Linked DNA regions of Sus scrofa: region 2 is linked to region 1. A link is a contact called in public Hi-C data. All regions are on one chromosome and are shown on one strand. Each heading gives the region's core, a stretch centred on a gene start, on an enhancer-like site or on the middle of the called end of the contact. The rest is flanking DNA. Distances are from core to core; before and after follow the strand shown.

Region 1 (6,521 bases), core at 1,143-3,642:
TCGGAGCTGTAGCCACCGGCCTACGCCAGAGCCACAGCAACTCGGGATCCGAGCCGAGGCTGCAACCTACACCACAGCTCACGGCAACGCCGGATCCTTAACCCACTGAGCAAGGGCAGGGACCGAACCTGCAACCTCATGGTTCCTAGTCGGATTCGTTAACCACTGCGCCACGACGGGAACTCCACAAACAGGGGTTTTTAATGAGTCAGAAAAACAGTAATAATTAACACCGACTTAGAGCCTTCTCTGTGTCCTGCATCATAGGGTAGGCATTTCAGGTAGGCTACATATTTTTATTACAAAAATAACACTGCAGGGAGCTCATGTTTATCATCCAGCAATATTAAATTTTCCACAGGTACTTGCTCTGGCTATCAGCCATCTAGTTGCCATCTTCGCAAAACTAAATTCTTTGCTCTAAGAGACAAGTCATTCTTGGTAATAGCATCATCAGGAATAAAGCTCTTACTGTTACAATTCAGCTGACACTATGGCTGACAACCCACGTGGCATGTGTGCGACCTAGCTAGACAGTTCTGAGCTGTATGGACAGGGCGACGTTCCCCACAACAAACAAACCAACAAACCAAAAAAAAAACAAAAACCAACTTCAGTCTCTATAGAAGCACAGGAACTAAAAGCCCTAAAGGAACAGAATGTCAGAACATGGACGTGTCGTTTATACACATATGCTTTTCTGCAAGTCACCACTTTAATTTTGAGAAAGAAGACGAGCTCTATTGAAGAATCTCCCCCCCTCCCCCGCCCCCCGTGGCACTGGTTCAACACCGCAGGCTTCTCTGCTGAAAAGCCGCCTTATGAAGCTGTACTGCTCTCCGCCGCAGAAACGAGGGCTGAAGACAAAACCCAGCAGGGTCGGCACAATTCTCTGGTCTTTCCCAGAAAAGAAGAGATCCAATTGGTGGAGAGAAAAATCTTCTCCATGCTGGAAAAGACAGAGTCATGACAAAAATAAAGCGGCTTTGTCAAGGAAGGGCTCACTATTTTCATTGCTTAGCTGTGGTATTTCAAAGATGAAGGCTTTTGGTGACTACGCATCACAAATAACGTAGGAGACTCGGCCCTACCGAGCGCGCAACGCATGGAGAAACAGTCTGCTGCTGGCAGGTGTTCTGCAGCCAGTATTTTTGGGGGTGAGGCAATCAAAGAAAAAACACCTCATGAAATAAATACTCCTAAACGGACCAAACTTGCTACGGAAATGAACCTTAGGTCTGCACAGGCACCAGGACACTCGGAGGCTGTCAGGCGGCGGAGGCAGCATCTCCCTGCGCCCAGAGGCGCCTCAAGGGACCCATGGCTGCAACTTTGTGCTGCCTCGAGTCCGTGGGGCGCTCGCGGACCCTCTGCAAGGAGACACACGGCGAGGCGGCCTTGCCGACCCGACACTGCGGGAGAAGCACGCGCGGCGCGGGGCCCGGCACCCGGCCGGGGGCGCTGCACGATCCCCAGTCCACACCCGCAGCGATGACGCGCGCTCCTCGGAAGGGACGGACCGGAGCCCGCGCCGGACCGCGGGGTGCGGGGCGGTCGGCACCCCAAGGGGCTCGCCGCGTCCCCTCCCTCCCGCACTGCCGGCCCGCCCAGCAAGCTCGCCCGAACCCGGTCTGCCGGTCGGACCCAGTAGCGCCCGCCCGAGCCCCGCCCACTGGCCAGACCCAGTTCTGCCCGTCGGAACCCCGCCCACTGGTCGGACCCGTACCGCCCGCCCGAACCTGGTTCCATCTGAACCCCGCCCACCGGTCGGACCCGTACCGCCCGCCCGACCCCGCCCACTGGCCAGACCCAGTTCTGTCGTCGGAACCCCGCCCACCGGTCGGACCCGGTACCGCCCAGCCGAACCTGGTTCCGTGCGAACCCGGCCCACCGGTGGGACCCGCACCGCCCGCCCGCACCTGGCTCCATCCGAACCCGGCCCACCGGTCGGACCCGGAACGGCCCGTCGCGACCCAGCCCCGCCCGCGCGCGCCGGCCCGGGCGCCGGCGGCCGGGCGCCCGGCGCGCGGGCGGGCGCAGCAGCACCTAGCGGAGGCCGGAGGTGCGGGCGCGGGCGCGCGGGCGCGGGGGCGCGCACGGCGGGCGGGGCGGCGGCGCGTGCGGGCGGGCGCTCGGGGCGCACACCGGCCGGCGGGCTGACGCGGGGCGGGCCGGCGGCGGCGGCGGCGGCTGAGGCGCGGGGCCGCGGCGGCCGGAGCGGGGCCGGAGGCGGCGGCTGAGGAGCCCGCGGAGCCGAGAGCTGAGGCGGCCGGGCCGGGGCCGCGGAGCCGGCGCGCCGAGCGGGGCGCGGGCAGCCGGGCCGAGGCGGCCGAGCGGCGAGCCGGGCCCACGGAGCCCGGGCGCGCGGCCCCCCGCCCGACCCGGGCCCCCGACCCCGGGCCCCGCGCGGCCGGAGGATGTCGGCGGGCGCCCGCGACGAGGAGCGGCGGAAGCTGGCCGACATCATCCAGCACTGGAACGCCAACCGGCTGGACCTGTTCGAGATCAGCCAGCCCACCGAGGTAGCGCGGCCTCCGCGACGCCCCCCGCGCGGGCCCGGTCACCTGCGCCCCGGCGGCGGGGGGGGGGGCGGGGCGGGGCGGGGCCCGGTGGTCTCCCGCCCGCCGGCCCGGCCCGCGGACCTTTGTCGCTGGGCGAGCGAGCATGTGCCCGCGGCGCTCGGCCGCAGTGGGGGCCCGGGGGGCGGCGGGCCGCGAGCGCCAAGTAAACGTCGGCAAAGTTGTTCCAATTGTGCGGGTTTGCCGATAACGCAGCCCGGAATTGAACTCCGGGGGAAAGAAGGTTGCCTCCCATTCGCTGCCTGCGCTCAGGTGGACGGGCGAGCGCCCCTCCCCGCGCCGGCCGTGCGCGCGCCCGCGGCGGCCCGGGCCCCGGGAGGGGAGGGGCTGGGGGAGGGGGCCGCGGGCGGGGGTGGGGGCTGGGCGCGGGTGGTGCTGGCCTGAGCCTGGGGCCGGGCCGGGGGCAGGGCCGGGGGGCCCGGGGGGCTGGGCAGGGCCGGGGGCTGGGTCGGGGGCTGGGTCGGGGACTGGCGCGGTGGCCTCGGGCCCCCGCCGGCGGCGCTGCCCCCGGGGGTGGCCGGTCCTGGGCGTGCTCCTGAGAAAAGGAGGAAATCGCACTTGCTCCAGGCCTGGGACAATGGTAGTTGTTTATAGCAAAGCTGCCGAGAGAGTCCCGAACAGTTGGGAAAAAAAAGGAAAAAACAGGTTTCCTCCCCGTCGGCTGGGACGGGAGGGCAGTGGGAGCAGCGTGGAGGTGAGGCTCCTGGGGAGACCCGGCAGGCCGGTCCTAGTGAACGTGCGGGGCTTGCTTCCTCTCAGGTGGAGGTGGTGCCTGCACGACATACACCTTACACAGGATTTATGTTCTCTTGGGGAATCATTTTGATAGCGCCTATTTCTGACTTGTTCTCATGGGTAACTCAGTATATTTACTAAAATGTCAGCTTTTGGACACCAGTCCTGTTTGCACATTTGAGCTGTCTCATGAAATTTAATCCCTTTTCTGATTAAACCCCAGTTTGTGTTTTGAATAAGGTTGACTTTTACTTTCTGGATGTAAAGTAAAATTTTGCCTGTAGTGGCAAAGATTCCATTTCTCCTGCCTTCCTGGGCAAAGCCATTCATCTTAATCCTCGGTGGAATGCTAATGCAAAGTGCTAGGTTCAGGTTGCCAGTTTGAACACTGATCATAAGTTACTCCTGATTCACCACTCATCATCTCTGATGATTTTATGAGTTAGATGCTGGTAAGCACATTAATAATAAGTCGTTAAGTGTTCATTCATAGGCTTATTAGCGTGTCTTTTGAAAGGTGACATGCAGTAATTTAGCCTTCAGGATTATGTTGTCTTTTCAGAATAATGAGTTCATTTTTCGTATCTCTGGTTTAAAAAATTCAGATGTAAAATGTTATTTTGGTACTTAGTTGTTTTGTGTTTTTTTTTTTGTTTGAATGGAACTATTTGTAATTGTTTTTTCAGAGATTCCCAAGTCTGGTTGATAAAAGAAATTTATTTTTCAGTTTAGTAATAGCTAATTCAGTTTACATTTTGGGATTTTAAGTTCAGTTGGCATTTAAAAATCCTGAATCAGAAATGGCTTAGAGTTCATGGATTTCATTAAATTCTATTTTTAAACACTCGATTGAAACCTCTATTTTCTTAGATACATGAGTAATTATTGAAATAAAACTGGACTGTTATTCACCTAGTTATTCCATGGGTGAAAAGTTGCTGTCCATACGTGTTGAAGCAAAGCAGGGGTTGAAGGACATTTTTTGAAAATGACTATTTCATTTAGTGTAATATGAAATAATTTCTCCCTCCCACTCGTAAATACATATATAATATTTTTAGAAATGATTCTCCAGGGTTGTGTCAGAAAGCCTTTCGTAATGAAACAAGTTGTTTTTCTCAAACGTCCGTGTTATTTGTCTTAGCCGTTACGTTGTCCAGTACCTAGTTCACACTTTGCTTTTTGTTTTCTGGAGAACCTTTGCGTGCTGTTAAGTTTGTTGTGGTCTGGGAAATTTAAGCTTTACTTTTAGCACGTATCTTTAATTGTGATGTGGGTTTAAACTCAAGTTAATTCTCTAAACCAATATATCAAGGCCAGCGGTTTCAATTTCTAGCTACACTTTTTTGTCTGAAATTTTTTAATGTTTGAAAAAATGAGTTTTTACTCTATTTGTCACAAATCATTTTCCTTAGTTTTTTAAAGGGATTTAAGTGTTATACTGGCCTTTATTATATTTGATAAATGTTGAACACATTTACTGCAGAATTCAGTTTGTAAGAATACAATTTAAGCATTATATATTTGGATAATCTTTTTTATGTATGTACATAAGTATAGCTGTGGGTGGTTTTCTTTTGATTGCTTTTTTGGGGGGTACAGTGATCAGTATCTATTATCAACTCATATCAGTCATTTGTGGTTGGTGGTTTCAGGCAGCCTTGATAACCACTGATCTGTGGTTTCTGTGCTTAGGGAGATAATAAACTTGGCTTTTTGGGTTACATCCACTTTTAGTGAAAATTAGAATATGGTTTAAAATCCCCTTGGTCACGTTTGCTTCGTATTCACCTTTGTGTGTAGAAAAGACAGGGCTTCCAAAGTAAGAGGAAGTTCTATTTTATCCTTGTGTGTTTGTCAGCCCAGGAAGTTCTGTTTTATCATTGTATGTTTTTCAGCCCCTTCCTCATTTTGGATCCTAGATCCCTTGGAATTGAAAACGAGAGTTGATATTCTTAAAGTTGATATTTTGTCACCAGGAGATTGATGTTAAGCTGAATTAATATCTTGACAACTGTGGAAAACTATAGCCTATAATATACGACATGCATCCAAGAGCATTTTAGTCCTGCCTGTCCTTTTTTTTTTTTTTTTTTTAACTCTTTATTTCTTTTAGGGATTTCTAATTCTTTATTATGGCAGAATGCTTGTCGTTAATCTCGTTGCCTCCTCTGAAAAGAGCGTGTCTGGTCACCCCCAGGTCTCTTGTTGTTTTCTGGTCTTCTGTTGTTTAACTTCCTCCACTTGTGGTCATTGGTTTGTCTCTCCCACCCTGATCACGTGAAGGCGAGAGCCTCGAGTTTTATCGTTTTATGTCTATCATGGGGTGCATGCTCAATAAATATTTTGTGCAAAGGATAACTGAGCGTGGCTTTCTTGGGGTACAGTTTTATTCCTGGCAAAACGGGCTCCATGCTTTTTAAAAACTCAGTGGAATTATCTACTAGGCTATTAAAGACTTATGTTTTCATGTCTTATTCTTTTGCATCAAGTTTACACCTGAATGCAAAAACCTTGCTAGGTAGTTGACTAAGTCACTTTATGAGACATTTCTTAAAGTCATTTGTTTTGTTTATTTCTTGTTGAATTCATTGCCTTCTTCTTTTGCATTGATGGGAAAAAATCTGTGTGGACACCCATATATTCTTTATTAGCGGTAAAATGCTGTATTTTACTACTGCGCTTAATCTTGAGGAATGAAGCGGTGACTCATGTTACCCAGAGGTGTGCGTGAAAAATAACTGGTGGCTTGTCGGCAGAGGTGGAGTAGGACGTCCTGGGTGAGGCGGGCGTCATTGCACGGCTTAGAGCCAAGTCTGTGTGTGGCTGCTGCTTAGGTTGTAACTGGGCCTTAGCGGCAGCCTAACTGTCTGAAACTCTTTTGAAAGCAGCAGCTGTATGATCGCGCTTTAGAAGATCTTTTTGCTGGTGACTTGTGTGATGAGATAGGCGATTGCCAGTGACGTGTTTTTAGTATTTATAGGTGTTTCTGTTTCTTATAGCCTTGAAAAAAAATGGGTTTTCTTTTCCTGGGCGCCGTGGCGAAGGTTTCTCTCTGTGTGGGTGTGTGCTTGGGAGTGTGAAGCAAAGGCCCTGTCCTGCGCTGCTACCTTCAGATGGAACCGCCTCTGCGCGAGCTTCAGCTGGCTCTCCTGTCTGCTCTGCTCCGCGTGGGCTTACTGGGCGCCAGTGGCGCAGCGCCAGGCC
Region 2 (6,369 bases), core at 1,055-3,554, 77 kb before region 1:
CTCGGTTTCAGTTCAGGCGCCAAAAAACCAATGGGGACGGTTCCGCAGGCCCTGACTGTGGCTCTTCGGCTGGGGGTGGGCAGGACGGTGGTTACGGAAATTTTCATCTTCCCGTCTTTCCCACTTCTCTCTTTTTTTTCTCACTAGATTGTATTTATTTTACAGTCAGCAGGGGGAGCAATAAAGAGGGTTGTTTTCAACGTAAAGTTATCTTTATATGATTTTTTAAATTGCTTTGTGCTTTGTACTAAGAAGGGGACTCCCTGAAACCCCGGGCTCACCTCGTCTGTTATCGACCTGGACCTTGCAGGATTATTTCTCTGATGCGACTAGGCCGTGCCAAGTTCTGCTTTCCTTTTTTCCCCAACAGTTCTTCTTTCCTTTTTTTTTTTTCTTTTCCCAAAAAGGAAGAGGAGGGATGTGGGCTGTGCAAAACACACTTGGCAAAGGATTCCCTTTGTGCTGGGAAAGCATCCGTTTCGAATACACACTAGAGCGTATTTTTATTCATCCAATGACCCTCAAATTCAAAGCTAATTTCATTTATCATAGAATTTATGTACAAAACGATTTTTGCCTTGACGAAGAAAACTAATGAGATAATTTCTACAGCATCTTCACCCTCTTCCAGCCTCCGCGACGTCCTCTGTGTCCTCTGAAAAGGCCGTGTGTGTAACACAGAATATTTGCTTTGTTACAGCAAATCAGGATCCGAGGCAACGCCAGGGGGCCGTCACCCCCAAATTGCTGCCACTGTCCTTTCAGCAGCACCATCTGGCTGCCAAAGCGCCTCCCTTCTGAGCTGCGACCCCGTGGGAGCGCAGCTCCTGGTCCCGCTGCCAGATGATGCCTGAGGCTTCCTTTCTTCCCACCTCCTCCCTCCCTCCCTCCCGCCCCCGCTTCTCCCTCTCGCTGTCTCTCTCCCTCCCTTGGTTCTTTCTGGGGAAGGGGTGTAACAAGAGCATTAACCTCCAGCAAGTCCCCCAGGAGCTGCGACGCCCACAGCCGTTGCTCCAGGCTTCCCGACCTGGGTGCCCGTGACTCTGCCTCCACAGGGCACGGAAGGGGGATAGTGATGACACAGCACGTGGGTCACTTGGGCTCTCGACGACTTCAGAGTCCCTCTTTAATCTAACGCCTACTGCACAGACGGTAACGACCACCTTCCTTCCCAGGTGGTGAAATCCCGAGGCTGTGGCCAGTCCGTCCACCTGGGAGCAGGCCTGACATCTGAGCCCGGCCGTCTGTCTCCCGAGACTGCGTGCTTAGCCGGACACTCCTGGGGTGTCCGGAGAGGTGAGCAGGAGGTGAGCAGCCTGGAGGAGGACCGGCTGCGCACGCCTGCCCCGCTGGACAGGGACGCGCATGCGGGACAGCCACCGCCCACCCGGGAGAGCTGTTCTGGGGTTTGATGTCAGACGTGCCAGGACGTGCCAGGTGGCGGCCGAGAGCAGGGAAAGGGAGTGAGAGGGCCAGGGCCCTGGGTGGGGGAGGGAGGGTGGACCAGGGAGCAGGCTGGGGAAGGGAAGGAGCCTGGGTCTGGGGCCAGCCACGTGGCGAGGCCCAGCAGGGTCCAGCAGGCTGGGTGCTGCTCTGACTCCACCCACAGGGGCGCTCACTAGCCGGGACGCTCTGCACCTGCGTGCTGGCCAGGAGCAGGACGGAGACTGTGTGCTGGGCCCCAGACATCGTGGCCACTGCCCCCAGAGCCCAGGAGCCTGCACGGGGCTCCCAGGCTCCCACTCCTGGGCAGTGTGTGCCCCAGGTTGGGGTCCAGGCCAGGTCCCCAACTCAGCGCCGACCAGACTCCAAATCCAGCATCCCCTGAGCGCCTGTCCTCTGGGGCTCCAAGGCACAGCCCTGTTCCTGGGGCTGATTCTCCAGTCTGTGGGGTTTTTTTTCCCCGGCCACACCAGCGGGAACATGAGAGTGGGTGAGCTGTCTGTGTCCCAGCTCCATCCACGGGGACACACTCCCTGGCCGACAGAACCACAGTTTTGTTCCCATTGCTACCCCCTCCCCCCGTAACCGCGTCCTCCTGCCACAAGGACTGGGGGCTGCAGCCTTGGGCATCAGACATGCCCGGGGCCTTGGGGCCCCACTCCAGGGTTCAAGAGCCCTGACCCACTGACAAGCCACTGGTCACACAGCAGGCGCCCCCAGGGGACAGCTAGGTCCCGCAGGGAGGACAGCCTGTCGGACTGAAGAGAAAGACACCCCGCCACCCCCACGGCCCCGGCTGGGGTGGAGGACGCCGCCCAGCCCCGCTGTCCTCAGCCTCTGACGACAGGGGAAACCGGCCCTCGGACGAGGAGCCTCGCATGGCCGATGGCCAGGCTGACCCACTGATTCACAGACCCGCACTCCCCACCCGCCCAGGGCTTCCTGCTTCCTGATGTGCAAGGCAGGATGTTTCCTTTTTTCTTTCAAAGCCAGTTTGAGTCAGAGTTTCTGTTTCGCGTAGCTGAAGGCACCAGCTATTCCCTTTCATGGCCCAAACACTGGCCCGCAGGCCCCGAACCAACCCAGCGGGAAGGCTGCAGCCTGATGCGACTTCGGGGGGTGGCTGCCAGGCTCCCCCCGCCTTCCCGGCAACGGGGCCCTTCCTCCCGCTCTGCGCCCTCCGCAAAGGGAAAACCGCGGACAGCGGCGTCGGCCCCGGTGCTTTTCACTGAAAACGTCTTTCCTGAGAACGATCAGCACTTTGACGTGTTGGTCCTCAGGCCTATTAAAAATACGACATGTGTGAATTTGTCTCCATCGGTACTGAGTTTAGGAGCTGAAATAAGGGTTTGTAAATAGCAATAAAAGTACATCTCTCCTCCCCTTCTCAATCCCGCCAAATGGGGGTAACGGTTAAAATACCATAAGCCCTCGGAAGGAGAAAAAAATTACAGGCAAAGAAATACAAATGCAGATTCTCAGATTTCTACAACACAGGGCTCCAGGCGGCCACGGAACCAAGCTGTTTGTAAAGAGTTCTTGTGGGTGTTGTTTTTCCTTTTTTGGCCGCACCCGCGACACATGGAAATTCCCGGCCAGGGACTGAATCTGAGCCACAGCTGTGACCTACCCACAGGTGTGACCTACCTGGCACACTCCTTAACCCGCTGTGCCAGGCTGGGGATCAAACCAGCAACGCCGCAGAGAAAAATGGGATGGTAAAGCCACAGCCCTACAGCGAGCACGCCCAAGAGTGCTAAGGAGAAGAAAGCAAGTCTCACACCTCGGAGCAAGCAGGCTCGGGCTCCTGGGTGAAGACAGGCTGGCATGCTTACATCGTCGTTTTGTCCTTTGATCAAAAAAAGACGATTTAGTTAAAAGCAGCAGGATTCATGTCAAATCCACAAGACCTTACAAAGAATACGCCTCCTAGAAAAATGAAGATGTCTCAGCCACTGAAATGTTTGCCAATTTCTTGAGCAAAAATTAGCTCAAGAAAGTAAATGTCAAGGTCCCTTCGTGGTGCAGCAGTGAACGATCCCGCCTAGAATCCATGAGGATGCGTGTTCGATCCCTGGCCCCGCTCAGTGGGTTGAGGAGCTGGTGTTGCCATGAGCTGTGGTGTAGGTCGCAGGCGAGGCTCGGATCCCGCATTGCTGTGGCTCTGGTGTAGGCCGGTGGCTACGGATCCTATCAGACCCCTAGCCTGGGAAACTCCATATGCCGCTGGTGTGGTCTTAAAAAGACAAAATGACCCAAAAAAGAAAAAAATAACTAAAGTAAATGTCACACATAGAAACGCTGTCAAGGCCACTGAGACCAATTAACAAAAGAAACTTCAAAATCTTGGAGTTCCCGTCGTGGCGCAGTGGTTAACGAATCCGACTAGGAACCATGAGGTTGTGGGTTCGACCCCTGCCCTTGCTCAGTGGGTTAACGATCCGGCGTTGCCGTGAGCTGTGGTGTACGTTGCAGACTCGGCTCGGATCCCGCGTTGCTTCGGCTACAGCTTCGATGCGACCCCTAGCCTGGGAACCTCCACATGCCGCAGGAGCGGCTCAAAGAAATAGCAAAAAGACAAAAAAAAAAAAAAAAAAAAAAAAAAAAAAAAAAAGAAAGTTCAAAATCTAATGAGATCCCAAAAAATCTACAAAAAATACAAAGAGACAACAAAAGCCATCAGGAAGAGAAACCCAGATGAAATGAACAACAGCCGAAGGCTGAGGGCGGAGGGGGGCGGGCAGGCAGGAGACTAGAGAGTCCTCCGGGGCCTTCCTCCTGCGCATGGACACGCACACATGCAGTAAGTGCACGCACACACACAAGGCGCTTGCACACACGTGCACAAGACCCACTTGTGTGTGGTTTCAAAAATACAAATTAGGGAGGTCCTTGGTGGCCCAGCAGGTTAAGGAACTGACATTGTCACTGCTCTGGCACGGGTTCGATCCCCGGCCCAGGAACTTCTGCACACCGTGAGCAAGGCCTACGTGTGTGTGTGTGTGTGTGTGTGGTGTGTGTGTAAGATATATAGATACACACACACACACACATATGTAAGATAATTACTTAGAAATCTTAAATATACGCACCAGTATAATCTAAAACAAGATAATATGTGATCTTCCAAACACCAAAAAGAGCAAAGTGAACAAGTCCCTTTACGGGGCGTGCGGATGTCACAGGAGGGAGGTGACAGACAGAACCCTGAAAAGAAAGGGAAGAAACGTTGTGTGAGAAAGAAGCCCCCAATCAGGAGCACGTACTATCCCTGCTGGACTATTCTCAAACTCGCTTATTTTTTTCCCGTAATTTTGGCCGTATTTTCTCACCACAGGTACCACCATTGCTTTTCCTTAAACTGACTCACTTTTTTACTTAAAAACATACTATAGCCTTTTTCTTAAGCAGAAATAATTGCCAAGTCATGGGTCTTCAGTATTCTCTTTTCCTGATACACACTAAAGCAGAAAATATTCAGGAGTTCCCGTCGTGGCGCAGCGGAAACGAATCCAACTAGGAACCATGAGGTTGTGGGTTCCGTCCCTGGCCTCTCTCAGTGGGTTAAGGATCCAGCTTGCCGTGAGCTGCGGTGTAGGTTGCAGACACGGCTCAGATCCCGCGCGGCCGTGGCTGTAGTGTAAGCCAGCGGCTACAGCTTCGATTGGATCCCTAGCCTGGGAACCTCCATATGCCGCGTGTGTGACCCTAAAAAAGCAAAAGGACAAAAAAAAACAAACAAACCAGAGAACATTCCTACGTGGACCGCACACGTTATTTCCTGAAGGAGCAGCCATGCTTCTATACTTGGCAAGCACCTGTCTTGGAAAATCTTACTAAATAATAAATCTTACTAAATAATATATATTTTTTAAATTTAGTAAATTAAGTAAACATTAATTTATTTTGTTTTTACTTGCCACAGACCCAGAAGAATAGAGACGGCTGTGGCAACAGGAGGCTTTTGAAATCTGAGGTTTTTTTCTGATCCTTCGGCATCAGACCCTGAAAATGCACCAAAAACTCCCGCGCACACAAACTCACAAACGAGGCTCTCACTGAGATTCTTTCTGCTGGAGCCCAGCGCGTGTCCATGGTCATGGGACCCCCCCAGGGTGCCGCAGTTGGGGCCACCACATGGTGGACGGGCCCTGCTGGGCAGGAGAGGCTGACTCTGTGTGAGGTTGTGTGAGTCTGACCTTGTGTGAGGATGCAAGTCTGTGACCCTGCGTGAGGGCGTAGGTCAGGGCGAAGCGGTGGCAGAGGCTGGGGCAGGGTAGTGTTGCCGAGAGGGCAGCGGCACAGCCTTTGACAGGAGAGCGGCCTCTCTCTGTGTGTTATGGGGCCACCCTCCCTGGCCCCCGACCCCCCCCAGCCGTGTGTCTGTGACACTCCGTTCCCAGGTGACCCTTTGGGGCGCCTGCCTCCCACACGTCCAGGGAGGGGAGAGCGTGGGAGAGGCCCTCCCAGCTCCCCCACCCCCCGCGGGCCCCTCCCGGGCACCTTGGGCCCATTCAGGCTGTTTGCTAGGGTCCTGCGGGAGGTTCCCCAGGTCCCCAAAGGTGACCCACCCCCCGACCTCTGCACACGGCCCTGAAGGTGACCCGCCCTGACTTCTGCACACCACCGGGCACCAGGGGTGGCCCGAGCTCTCTGGTCCCCTGGGGTGGCCTGAGATTGAGGATAACAGCCTGTGTCCCACCTCCCAGGGGACTCACGCCCTCGGCCATCAGAATTCCTGGCGTGGCCCCACGTGGCCAGGCTGACAGCATCAAACACCCCGCAGGCTCTAGAAGAGAGACCTCAGGAAGCTCGGGGACGGGCCTTCTCTCCATCACATCTGCTCCCTCCAGGCCTCCTTGCCGACACCTAGGACCAGCTGCGTTCTCCCCTCCCCTCACGTGTGCATCAGCCAGCGGCCCCAAG

Evidence for each region. A called contact is a pair of places that touch in the nucleus more often than the background predicts.
Region 2: a Hi-C map of retroperitoneal adipose tissue shows a contact between it and region 1, with 1.7 times the contacts expected there. The contact joins the enhancer-like site here to the promoter of AFDN in region 1. A contact is called at or near these places in 8 of 47 Hi-C or Micro-C datasets (embryonic fibroblasts, epiblast stem cells, fetal skeletal muscle and 4 more) and 2 of 2 datasets of contacts at active chromatin or transcription factors (alveolar macrophages and skeletal muscle).

Annotation. Positions count from the first base shown.
Region 1 is chr1:1,694,345-1,700,865 of Sscrofa11.1, reverse strand. It overlaps AFDN (afadin), which reads left to right and starts at 2,392. Exons shown (of 32, transcript XM_021085839.1): 1 at 2,392-2,522. The coding sequence starts at 2,418.
Region 2 is chr1:1,771,331-1,777,699 of Sscrofa11.1, reverse strand. No RefSeq gene overlaps it. Among named protein-coding and RNA genes, the nearest start is that of AFDN, 76 kb to the right of the region's middle. Within about 2 kb of position 2,304, at least 23 of the 83 cell types and tissues checked have an H3K27ac peak or open chromatin away from gene starts, as enhancers often do. A contact at or near this core is called in alveolar macrophages, liver, retroperitoneal adipose tissue and 1 more, where this site is marked.